4 separate regions of the Mus musculus genome follow, and all the other regions are linked to region 2. Evidence: chromatin contacts called from public ChIA-PET and HiChIP or PLAC-seq data. All regions are on one chromosome and are shown on one strand. Each heading gives the region's core, a stretch centred on a gene start, on an enhancer-like site or on the middle of the called end of the contact. The rest is flanking DNA. Distances are from core to core; before and after follow the strand shown. Region 1 holds the start of H2bc18 (H2B clustered histone 18). Region 2 holds the start of Ctss (cathepsin S). Region 3 holds the start of H3c15 (H3 clustered histone 15). Region 4 holds the start of Bola1 (bolA-like 1 (E. coli)).

What was found. ChIA-PET counts read pairs in DNA pulled down with a chosen protein or histone mark. HiChIP or PLAC-seq counts read pairs in DNA pulled down with a chosen protein or histone mark.
Region 1: a contact with region 2 is called in an RNA polymerase II ChIA-PET map of memory CD8 T cells, with 21 read pairs. The contact joins the promoter of H2bc18 here to the promoter of Ctss in region 2. A contact is called at or near these places in 1 of 39 promoter capture datasets (pre-B cells) and 2 of 115 datasets of contacts at active chromatin or transcription factors (bone marrow-derived macrophages and memory CD8 T cells).
Region 3: a contact with region 2 is called in an H3K27ac HiChIP or PLAC-seq map of microglia, with 4 times the contacts expected there. The contact joins the promoter of H3c15 here to the promoter of Ctss in region 2. A contact is called at or near these places in 2 of 39 promoter capture datasets (cranial neural crest and pre-B cells), 2 of 115 datasets of contacts at active chromatin or transcription factors (bone marrow-derived macrophages and microglia) and 1 of 9 other capture datasets (liver).
Region 4: an H3K27ac HiChIP or PLAC-seq map of bone marrow-derived dendritic cells shows a contact between it and region 2, with 2.7 times the contacts expected there. The contact joins the promoter of Bola1 here to the promoter of Ctss in region 2. A contact is called at or near these places in 2 of 39 promoter capture datasets (cranial neural crest and liver) and 1 of 115 datasets of contacts at active chromatin or transcription factors (bone marrow-derived dendritic cells).

What each region holds. Positions count from the first base shown.
Region 1 is chr3:96,268,057-96,270,954 of GRCm38.p6, reverse strand. H2bc18 (H2B clustered histone 18) reads right to left here and starts at 1,255. Exons shown (of 1, transcript NM_175666.3): 1 at 763-1,255. The coding sequence starts at 1,203. The coding sequence ends at 823. It overlaps H3c13 (H3 clustered histone 13), which reads right to left and starts at 2,301. Exons shown (of 1, transcript NM_178215.2): 1 at 1,800-2,301. The coding sequence starts at 2,261. The coding sequence ends at 1,851.
Region 2 is chr3:95,525,407-95,528,151 of GRCm38.p6, reverse strand. It overlaps Ctss (cathepsin S), which reads right to left and starts at 1,366. Exons shown (of 8, transcript NM_021281.3): 1 at 1,227-1,366. The coding sequence starts at 1,252.
Region 3 is chr3:96,237,740-96,240,439 of GRCm38.p6, reverse strand. H3c15 (H3 clustered histone 15) reads left to right here and starts at 1,313. Exons shown (of 1, transcript NM_054045.4): 1 at 1,313-1,961. The coding sequence starts at 1,499. The coding sequence ends at 1,909. It overlaps H2ac19 (H2A clustered histone 19), which reads left to right and starts at 66. Exons shown (of 1, transcript NM_178212.3): 1 at 66-661. The coding sequence starts at 190. The coding sequence ends at 582.
Region 4 is chr3:96,196,312-96,199,139 of GRCm38.p6, reverse strand. Bola1 (bolA-like 1 (E. coli)) reads left to right here and starts at 1,554. Exons shown (of 2, transcript NM_026975.2): 1 at 1,554-1,590; 2 at 1,861-2,552. The coding sequence starts at 1,864. The coding sequence ends at 2,277.

The sequences.
Region 1 (2,898 bases), core at 6-2,505, 740 kb before region 2:
TACCATGAGATGACCACCAAGAGCAGCAGCAGCAGCAGTGGAGTACAGGCATCTGGAGCCTAGAGGATGACGCGTGTGCTACAAAGGGCATGGCTGGAGAAGTGACCCAAGGCCTTGGAGGAGCCCAGAAGATCGTAAGTTGGATCCCAGACATTGGACGGTTGGAGATTGACTTTTGCTTTTGATTGTGACTGTGCCCTGATAGTTTCCCTCTTGAAGGAAGAAACTGTTTTAGTGGAGCCCACAGTTAAGAGACTTTTAATTGTAAAAAGACTTCGGATTTTAAAAGAGATGGATATTTTAAAGAGATTGAAATTTTAAGAATATGTAAAGACTGTGGGACTTTTAAAGTTATTTAGACCTTGGGGATGAATAAGAATGTAAGGGTTGAGGCTTACTAGTGATGTGTTTGTGTGTCAAGTTGACAAGGGGTCAATTGTACTGGCTAGTTTTGTGTCAACTTGACACAGCTGGGGTTATCACAGAGAAAGGAGCTTCAGTTGAGGAAATGCCTCCATGAGATTCAACTCTAAGGCATTTTCTCAATTAGTGATCAAGGGGGAAAGGCCCCTTGTGGGTGGGACCATCTCTGGGCTGGTAGTCTTGGGTTATATAAGAGAGCAGGCTGAGCAAGCCAAGACACCGCCCAACACTTTGAAACGCTCGATGTTGCACCAGAGCGCTGCAGGGTAACAGACTCATCATGGCTTAACCTTACCTGCTAGATCAGACCCTTAGTGCTTACAGTCTTTTTTTGAGAACTAAAGTGGCTCTGAAAAGAGCCTTTTGGGTAAAGCCGATCAATCACGTCTCTGCTGCACTTCACTTGGAGCTGGTGTACTTGGTGACGGCCTTGGTGCCTTCCGACACAGCGTGTTTAGCCAACTCTCCCGGCAGCAGCAGACGCACGGCTGTCTGGATCTCCCGGGAAGTGATGGTCGAGCGCTTGTTGTAATGCGCCAGACGGGAAGCCTCACCTGCGATGCGCTCGAAGATATCGTTCACGAAGGAATTCATGATTCCCATAGCCTTAGATGAGATGCCCGTGTCGGGGTGCACTTGCTTCAGGACCTTGTACACGTAAACAGAATAGCTCTCCTTGCGGCTGCGCTTGCGCTTCTTGCCATCTTTCTTCTGCACTTTCGTGACAGCTTTCTTAGAGCCCTTCTTTGGGGCAGGAGCAGACTTCGCTGGATCCGGCATTTTCCTCCGCGTCTAAAGATGCAACGTAAGGTAGACCGGGCAACTACGAACTGTTTCAGCGCGGCTTGCTATGCGGTACTTATAGAGCTTGTATGCAAATGAGGTTTCACACGGTATTCCATTTTTATTGGTTGATTTACAGCAGAGTCAGCGTCAAGGAGGCGGAGCCTACTCAAACCGATTCTGGTTGCGAGCCTTGGTGGTGCTTAGAGGAAATTCTTTCTAGCCAATCGCAGCCTTCCATTTCATGCTAGCCTGTTATTGAGAGCGGCAGTTTTGCCTCAGCTGTTCTTTATGTTCCCTTCGCTTACAGATCCTTAAAACACCAGGTTGAAATAAGTTAACTATCGCTCTTAGGTATCACGCTTGGAATTTTGGGGCTATTTTTCAGGTTCACAGTTCTGAGACCCTAATTAGAACTCCTTTTTTGGACTGGCCCATATTTGAGTAGTGAGCTCAAGACCAGCTCTAAATGGAATAAACCTGGGATAAGGAATGTGATTACTGGTAACTGTTAGGCCTGACACACTTGAGGGCGTATTTGAAACACTGAAAATCAATTTGCAAAGCTGACACAGCTACTTTCATCGACAACGTAGGTGGCTCTGAAAAGAGCCTTTGTGGGGGATGGAAGGGAAACAGGGCGCTTAAGCGCGCTCCCCACGGATGCGGCGGGCCAACTGGATGTCCTTGGGCATGATGGTGACGCGTTTGGCGTGGATGGCGCACAGGTTGGTGTCCTCGAACAGCCCCACCAGGTAGGCCTCGCTCGCCTCCTGCAGCGCCATGACGGCCGAGCTCTGGAAGCGCAGGTCCGTCTTGAAGTCCTGCGCGATCTCGCGCACCAGGCGCTGGAACGGCAGCTTGCGGATCAGCAGCTCGGTCGACTTCTGGTAGCGCCGGATCTCCCGCAGCGCCACGGTGCCGGGCCGGTAGCGGTGCGGCTTCTTCACGCCGCCCGTGGCCGGGGCGCTCTTGCGGGCGGCCTTGGTGGCCAGCTGCTTGCGCGGGGCCTTGCCGCCGGTGGACTTGCGGGCGGTCTGCTTCGTACGGGCCATATTTTTGCGACTTCGGCTTGCAGACGCCAAGTGGCCATACTTATAGACTTATCTTCGTCTTGATTGGGCCCAGAAAGCAGGAGTTTCTGGACTTGCAGTCTGATTGGGTAGAATTCGATCCTATTTGCTGAGTTTCAAGATGGTTACACTATTCCTTCTCTCCTGATACTTTTCCTTCCTGTATTTATGAACCGCAGAGGGTTTTAAAAAGATAGTGCTTTTCAGTTGATGTAACTTTCCTAAATGCAGTGTTTAAAGTGTTTCTCACGCAGTGTGCTCTTCTAACAGGTTTCTTTGGAAACAAACTTGCCCTTTTCATGTTCTGCGATTCACTTTGTAGCGAGTCACCAGATACTGTAGCTCTTCTCTGACAGTTAGCATTTATTTAACTTCAGGCTTTGTGCCCAGTGATTTGAACGCATTGTACCACGGCCGAAAGATGACAAAACGATGTATAGTGAAAGGAACCAAATGCAAACTTAAGTTTTACCTATTTCGAAACCCTACCAAAGCCGGTCTTACATTTACTGCACACTGACTATCGTTATGTATGGCGCTCCCGCCTTTCCTTCTGTCTAGAGTGCGTTCCTTCCACCTCCCTTCTACACTAACGGCCAATTAAGTCCTGCAGATGAAA
Region 2 (2,745 bases), core at 117-2,616:
CCAGCCTGGTCTACAGAGTGAGCGCCAGGACAGCCAGGACTGCACAGAGAAACCCTGTCTCGAAAAACCAAAAATAATAAAAAAATTAAATCACCACAACATAGTGTGTGGGTGGGTGGGGTGGGGGGTGTATGGCAACACTACATAGCACCTCATTAATATGTATAGTTACTCTCCTCTCTTAAATTGGTTAAAATTTAATTTCAAAACTAAGCCAGGTACAATGGTGGATACCTATAGTCCCATCTTCAGAAGCCAACGCAGGAGGACTGTCAACAGGGAGTTCCAGGCCTGTCCAGGCAACACAGAGAAGGCTGGGGATGCAGCGCCACGTCTGACACTCGTCTAGTATGGGTGAGACCCTTGGCCTGAGCGTGAACACCAAAGTAATACAAACAACCAAGCAGCTCAACCTTCTCTCTCAAATAACCGTGCTCGCCTTCAGAGAAGCTAAAGGACAACCCAGCTCTTAGATTTGTACACCCTTGGGTTATTTTCCTTTTTCACATTTCTCCCCAACAAATCAAATATCTGTTTCAGAGGAGATACCCCAAACAGGCTTCTCACCAGGTGTGGTGGCCCACGCTTGTGATCCCAGCACTCAGGAGGCAGAGGTGAGGCAGGAGGAGCACTGTAAGTTTGAGGCCAGCCTGGTCTTCATATCGAGTTCTAAGGCCGCCAAATTTAAGAGGTGAGGCCCAGCCTCTAAAAAACACAGCTGATGCCCGCTCCGTTCCTATATTTAACAGAAATTCAGTAGTTGCCTGAAACTGGATTTATTATTATTGTTTTTGTTGTTGTTATTATTATTTTAGTTTTTTGAGATAGTGTTTCTCTGTGTATCCCTGGCTGTAGCTGGCCTCAAACTCAGAGATCTGCCTGCCTCTGCCTTCGGAGTGCTGGGATTAAAGGGGTGAAGCGCCACTCCTCGGCTGAAACTGAATTTTTTAAATGGTGTGAGCCTTCAGCTCATGCTTCACAGGAGCCCAGGTTTAAATCTCACCGCATCCACATACAACACAGTTATCACACAGTTAAGCCAACAAGAATCTCTCAAACAGACTCTCCCTAATCAGAAAAACAAGAGGCGAATGGGCGGCATGATTTTTGTTTTCAGCTTACTTCCTGAAAGCAAAGATTTAAAATCCCAGCGGCCTGACTGATGAAAAGATAGAGCATGTTTAAGGCCATATATGAAGAAAACAAAAGAAGCAGACAGTACATACATGGCAGCGTGGCCAGGAGCCCTCATGGTCATCCTGAAGTGTGGTGCTCACTCCAAAGATGTCCCTGGCAGCAGGAGGCTGCTTGAAATGACTCTAAAAAGAAATCGGAGCTTGTCACATGAAGCATCCACAATGAGGAAGTGAACTTTCATTTCGGTTTCATTTAAAGACTTATGAGAACAGCTGCCTCCGCCCTCTCCTTCTCACCTTGGGACAGTTTGTGTGTAATGAGCTGCCCAGAGGGCTCCATGGTAGAGGCCATCAATAGAATGACCTCAGCAGAGAACAGGACAAAGTTTTCCTCCAACCCTGTGTCATTTTGGTGGTCCATTTTATTCACATCGGTTCTGAGATGGAAACATTTAGTTATAAAGACATTTGGATCAGGCGCCTCAAATCTCAGGTTGCTACATGATTCCCTAGGAAGCCCTGTCTTATCCTTTAACACAAGTCATGTATGACTTATTGTGTCTAATACTCACTCATCAGTTCCTTTGTTTTAGTTCAAAGGATCTTAACACACACACACACACACACACACACACACACAGAGTTATACACATACACTTATACACACAGTTCTATCACATAGTTATCTCTCACAAACATACAATTATACACACATGGTTATCTCACATATTCACACACAGTTATACACATACATTCATCCATACATATGGTTATTATGCACATATTCACAGTTAATCTCACACATAGTTATACATATACAGCACAGTTATCACACAGTTATACCCACATGCACACATATACAGTTACACACACACTTACTCACACCAGGATATACACCCAACTGCCACTGTGGTCTTCTAGGCACAGCTGGGGTAAAATGAACTATTGGTTTTTAAACCTGAATCTTTATTAATCACCAATGAAAATGGGCATCTCTCCCATGTTTTTGACCACTGAGTTTTCTGAGGATTGCATTTTCAATTATTTTGCTCATGTTTCTAGTGTATTTATCGGTTTTCTTGGTGATCTGCAGGGCCTGTTTTTACTGTTCTGGCTAGCAGTCTCTGGTGGTGCCGTACACTCCGCCTGCCTTCTCACAGTTCTCCATTGGTTTTTTTCTTTGTTTGTTTGTTTGTTTTTACTTTGCTTATACTGATTTTTTTTTTTTACTGAAAATTTAAAATGCTGAAATAGAACATCTGGCCAGGTATAGTGCTAGTCTCAGGCCAGCCTGGGTTACATAAAACCTTGTCCTCAAAATACAAAACAAGAAGGCAGTGAGGTGAGGAACTCCTGTTTCAATAATCTCCTGGAACTGCCAACTTGTTTCATTTATGCTCCCATTTCCCAGATTATTTCGAAATAATTCCTAGATCTCATGTGTAATATGTTTCATATGAAAATGTTTCAAGTGTTTATCTATTTTTACAATTATTGTGTGTGTGTCGGGGGGGGGGGAACCAGTGTCATGCTGCTAGGGACAGAATTCAGGCGTGGTGGCAAGTACCTTTGCCTGCTAACCCATCTTGTACACCCTCATGTGTATATT
Region 3 (2,700 bases), core at 64-2,563, 710 kb before region 2:
GCGAGGGAGCCGGTCTTATGTAAATGAGAGGCTTCTGTCCGCGCGCTCCTATTGGCCACGGCGTCAGGACGCGTGTGAGCCAATGAGAGCGTCGGGCGGACAATCGGGTCTGCGTCTATAAAAGGGTGAGGCGTCGGCGCCGGAGTACCGTTTCCTGGTTGTGGCCGTTCGTCTGTTTGCGCTTTCGTGATGTCCGGTCGTGGCAAGCAAGGAGGCAAGGCCCGCGCCAAGGCCAAGTCGCGGTCTTCCCGGGCCGGGCTACAGTTCCCGGTGGGGCGTGTGCACCGGCTGCTGCGCAAGGGCAACTACGCGGAGCGTGTGGGTGCCGGCGCGCCGGTATACATGGCGGCGGTGCTGGAGTACCTAACGGCCGAGATCCTGGAGCTGGCGGGCAACGCGGCCCGCGACAACAAGAAGACGCGCATCATCCCGCGCCACCTGCAGCTGGCCATCCGCAACGACGAGGAGCTCAACAAGCTGCTGGGCAAAGTGACGATCGCGCAGGGCGGCGTCCTGCCCAACATCCAGGCCGTGCTGCTGCCCAAGAAGACGGAGAGCCACCATAAGGCGAAGGGCAAGTGAGGCCACTGCTCGCGTCGGCCCGCGTCTCTGTGATATAACCCCCGCGAGCTCCTAAAAAGGCTCTTTTCAGAGCCACCCACTGAATCAGATAAAGAGTTGTGTCACGGTAGCCGGTCTTGGTGGCCTTTCCTGGCCCTGCCCCAAAAGTAAGAGTGTCGTGTCCTCTGCTTCCTTGCCCATCCTGCCCGTGGTTCCCCCTGGTAGTTAGTCTGTTGTCGCTCTTTGGTTCATGCCCTGCCTCGGCGGAGCGGATACGCGGTTCTCGCTGACCGTCCCAAGCATTTAGCCCCTATCTGCCCACACCCTTGTCCTACACAACACTGTCCCTCACTCAGCGTCCACCCGCCTGACCCTTCCCAGGACTAAGACTCAACTAGGACGTCTAGGCCAATCTAGACATAAGTCGCAGTCAGCCGCGCTCTCGTCCGGTCCTTGGGGAATGTCTAGGAGGAGGAGGTGTCCCGCGAGGACTGGACGCGGCCGGCTCTAGGGATCATGGGGGACTGGGGCTGGGACTGTGGCTGTGGCTGGGCGGTGCTGCACAAACACTAGATTAGTTCTGCCCTGGGACTTTGGGCGGCGGGCGGGGGCGCGCGAGCTCCTCTTGGGCAGAGCCGGGACCCGCCCTCTACGGGCAGCTGCCAGACGTGGCTCCACCCTCGCAGAACGTTGGCAAGTGGACCGGGCGCGGGGCTGGACGTGGGGGGCGGGTGGGGGCGGGTCAGGTGGCGTGGCGGGCCCGAGCCAATGGGCGAGGTCGGGGCCGGTGACGCCACGGCCAATGGCGCGGCAGCGCGGGAGTTTCAAGTCGCTGTCTCCGCCCCGCCGCGGGGAAGACTGCGCCTATAAAGGCGGCCGGCTCGGGCCGGTATCAGGTCCCCGAGTGCTCCTCGTTTGGGTGTCTTCCGTCTTCGCCATGGCCCGTACGAAGCAGACTGCCCGCAAGTCCACCGGCGGCAAGGCCCCGCGCAAGCAGCTGGCCACCAAGGCCGCCCGCAAGAGCGCCCCGGCCACGGGCGGCGTGAAGAAGCCGCACCGCTACCGGCCCGGCACCGTGGCGCTGCGGGAGATCCGGCGCTACCAGAAGTCGACCGAGCTGCTGATCCGCAAGCTGCCGTTCCAGCGCCTGGTGCGCGAGATCGCGCAGGACTTCAAGACGGACCTGCGCTTCCAGAGCTCGGCCGTCATGGCGCTGCAGGAGGCGAGCGAGGCCTACCTGGTGGGGCTGTTCGAGGACACCAACCTGTGCGCCATCCACGCCAAACGCGTCACCATCATGCCCAAGGACATCCAGTTGGCCCGCCGCATCCGTGGGGAGCGCGCTTAAGCGCCCTGTCTCCCATCCATTCCCCACAAAGGCTCTTTTCAGAGCCACCACAGCTTCCCGGAAAGAGCTGTTTACTTCGCTTAGAGCTTTGTCCGCACATTATCCCGCTCCATAGCTCTAGGTTGGTATCTGACTTATACCTGTTATGTCTACATAATGGTTGCTTTCAAGGAAGGTTTGAATGCCCTTAGTGTAAGTTGTTTAACGTTAATTGCGGTCTTATTCAGACTCCTAGCTTGTTAACCCGAAGTAGGTTCACCACCTCAGTCTAAGGGGAGGGGATAATCTTACGGAGGGTTGGGGCTTGGTGGATACTATGTAATGTTCCTACCCAGCTGGAGCAGAGAAGGCTTTGTAAGTAGCTGAAGGCTGAGATCTAGCTTACAGCTCATAATTACATCACCAGACTTCTGGACGACTGAAGATTATTGTTGCTCATTTAATGCAATGTCTGAGGCTTACGGGGCTCAACGTCGGTGGTAAGTGGACTATGAGTAATATCCAGTGATAAAGCTTTGTTCTCTAACACTTGATTAGAAGACCTGCTAGCTACTTGGGATTCAGCATTTATTGCTATGATATGGTTCAATGGCAATTGGGTAGTTTTTCCTCTTACTCCTATTAATTTACTTCAAAATGACAACTCCATTCCCCCCTTCCCACTTTGGCAGGCACCTTTCTGGACCGAAATACACTGGATATCAAAGGGGAATCCCTTTACAATTCCTTAGCGTGAGGACAGTCTTTGCAGGGGTGGGTGTCGGACCTGAGACTCAAGAGCACAGTAAATA
Region 4 (2,828 bases), core at 305-2,804, 670 kb before region 2:
CCCTTCCCTTCTCCAGCTTCTGACTCCTATACTATATAACCCAGCCATTTTGGCCATGAGCTTTCTTGGTTCTCTTGACTCTGGCTCTGGCTCTGGTTCTCTCTCTCTCTCTCTCTCTCTCTCTCTCTCTCTCTCTCTCTCTCTCTCTCTCTCTCTCTCTCTCTCTCTCTCCATCTCTCACTCTCCCTCCCCTCCTCTCCCTTCATAGCCCTGTTCAGTCTGCTGTTTAGCTTGCTCTATTTTCTTCCTGCACTAGACCCTTCCAGATGCCTCTGGCTGTGTTCTCCCTCACACACAGAGTAGGAACTGCCTCAGCCATTCCTTGGAGTGGTCATGTGTTGTGTCCGGCCAGCAGACCACAACCTGGGTTCTAGCCTGGAAAGGCATTTTGGAAACCTGGAAGAGAAGAGGGGCTAGGTGGCGAGAGAAAAGAATGTAGCCAAGACAGTTACTCTGATCAAGGCTCAAATTTTATTGTTGCGACACTAGTTATGAAGGAAGGGGGAGGGGACCCGATTCCCGCGGAATAATCTCTGGTCCAGTAGAAAGGTGCACGTGTGTGGCTCCGCAGGTTCCAGCAGTGGGCGTGGCAGAACGAATGAGCAGGAAGCTCCACCCCTGAGCAAGCAGGTTTCAGGCTAGGGGAGGGGAGACTGCAGTCATGTGCTGATTTCATTCAGTTACCACATCCTGACCAAATGAGGTGAGAAAGTGGTCTTCTTGTTTCTCCTACACTGCTCTAAGAAGTCTCTTGTCATTTCTTTGGTCCTCACGTGTAGGTAATATGCTTACAGTAAACTGTGTGTATTTCCACCACACACTTGACACACGGTATCACAATGAACATTATGACTATTTCTCTAGTGCTTTGTAAACTCTGAGAGCAGGGCTGTCTTTATTCTATCTCTCTCAGGAACAAAGGAATCTCCGAAAGGAACAAAGCTGGGGTCCTACACAGAAGCGCGCGGGGGCAAGGCAAGTTAGTGCAGCTCTTAGGGAACTGTGTGACGATCTTCATTTTCCTTCTCACTGGAATTCTCTGTTTGGGGCAGGACAGATTATCTTGGGAAGAAAACTGTCCCAGCAGACATTCCCCTCTGAATTGAGCAAGGTCCGCTGTAATCTCATAAGAATCTGTTTTTGCTATGGAAGCACTCTATCAATAACCCAGGACAGTAATCCCAGCAGGTAGGAGGTAGAGGCAGGAGGATCAGGAAATAATGGACATTTCTAGAGTGGTAAAGGCCAACCTGGGCTACATGAGACTTCTTTTTTTATTAATTACATACAAATGACTTAAGCTATTTGGGTTATAGATCAAGAAGCTACAAATCTGGTGCAACCATCTTAAATTTACAGGAAACACTTTTGTTTTTATTGCTCTAATTTCCCGACTTTGCAGGATTTTACCGGTCGGGAGAAGCAGGGACTACAATTCCCATAAAACCTCTGGGTACTGGGTAACGCCTGCCAGACGCAACCGGACTGCGTTTCCTAGCGAGCCTCCTGACGCGGCGTTTGCGTGGTCCGACCGGAAATTCGGTTGTTAGATCAAGCGGTGGTACAGCAGGCTGCGCAGCAAGTACAAAGGTACCACCCTAGGGTTCGGAGAGACGATAGGGCTCTGACTCAGCCAAAAGGACCAAGTTGTACATTTTCCATTTTTCAGCTCCCAGCCATGCTTTCCCAGTGCCCTTAGTGCCTAGCGCTCTGGCCGCTCAATCGCCTTTGTCTCTCCGCTACCGGCGTAGAAGCCGCGTTAACCCGCCACGCAGAGTAGAGGCGGTTCCAGGGTGTGCTTGTCTGGGGTGCGTGGGCAGGGTGTGTGGACTCAGTCCCGTGTCCTTCGTTTCTCCGCAGCGAATGCTAAGTGCGCGATCGGCCCAGTGCATGGTCTCCATGGCCACGCGCTCGTGTGTATCGCGGGGCAGCGCGGGATCTGCGGCTGCAGGACCAGTGGAAGCCGCTATTCGCGCCAAATTGGAGCAAGCCCTGAGCCCCGAGGTACTGGAGCTGCGCAACGAGAGCGGTGGCCACGCAGTCCCAGCAGGCAGCGAGACGCATTTTCGCGTGGCGGTGGTGAGCTCTCGTTTCGAGGGGATGAGCCCCTTGCAACGGCACCGGTTGGTCCACGAGGCACTGTCGGAGGAGCTGGCTGGACCGGTACATGCCCTGGCCATCCAGGCGAAGACCCCCGCCCAGTGGAGAGAAAACCCACAGTTGGACATTAGTCCCCCCTGCCTAGGTGGGAGCAAGAAAACTCGAGGGACCTCTTAATAAATACCTGGATTGGGAGAACGATCCGAATGGGTCGACTGAGAATAAACTACTACATCACTACTACCTTATTCCTTGATTTGTACGGACCAGGAGCTCTGCCTTTTCTGCTAATGAACACCATGCAGAGGCAAAGACACCTCTGGTGAAAGCTAAGCTAGCCCAGGGAGAGAGCAGCCACTCCCTCCCTCTTGCCCTTGCCTGGGCTAGACTAGAGAAAGGTCCTGATGAATCGGAAAGGGCCATGATAATAAAAGAGAAGCTGGTGCATGAGGTCAAACGGTGCTCTTAATACCTGTTAAATTGGAGCTACACATCATTAGTGCATATGGGGGCTGGGGGAGGTTGCATAACACCACTGCGCACTTGGGTGTCAGAGAGTAATTTTCGGAGTTACTCCTCCCCCAGTTGCATGGTTCTGGAATTGAACTCAGAGAGGCCATCAGGTTTACACAGCTGTTAGGTCCCTACAGACGTTCTTATGAGAAGAAAATTACCTGTAGGCTAGAGAAGGGATTTGTGAGGAAGTGAACTATCTGGGTTTTGCAAGG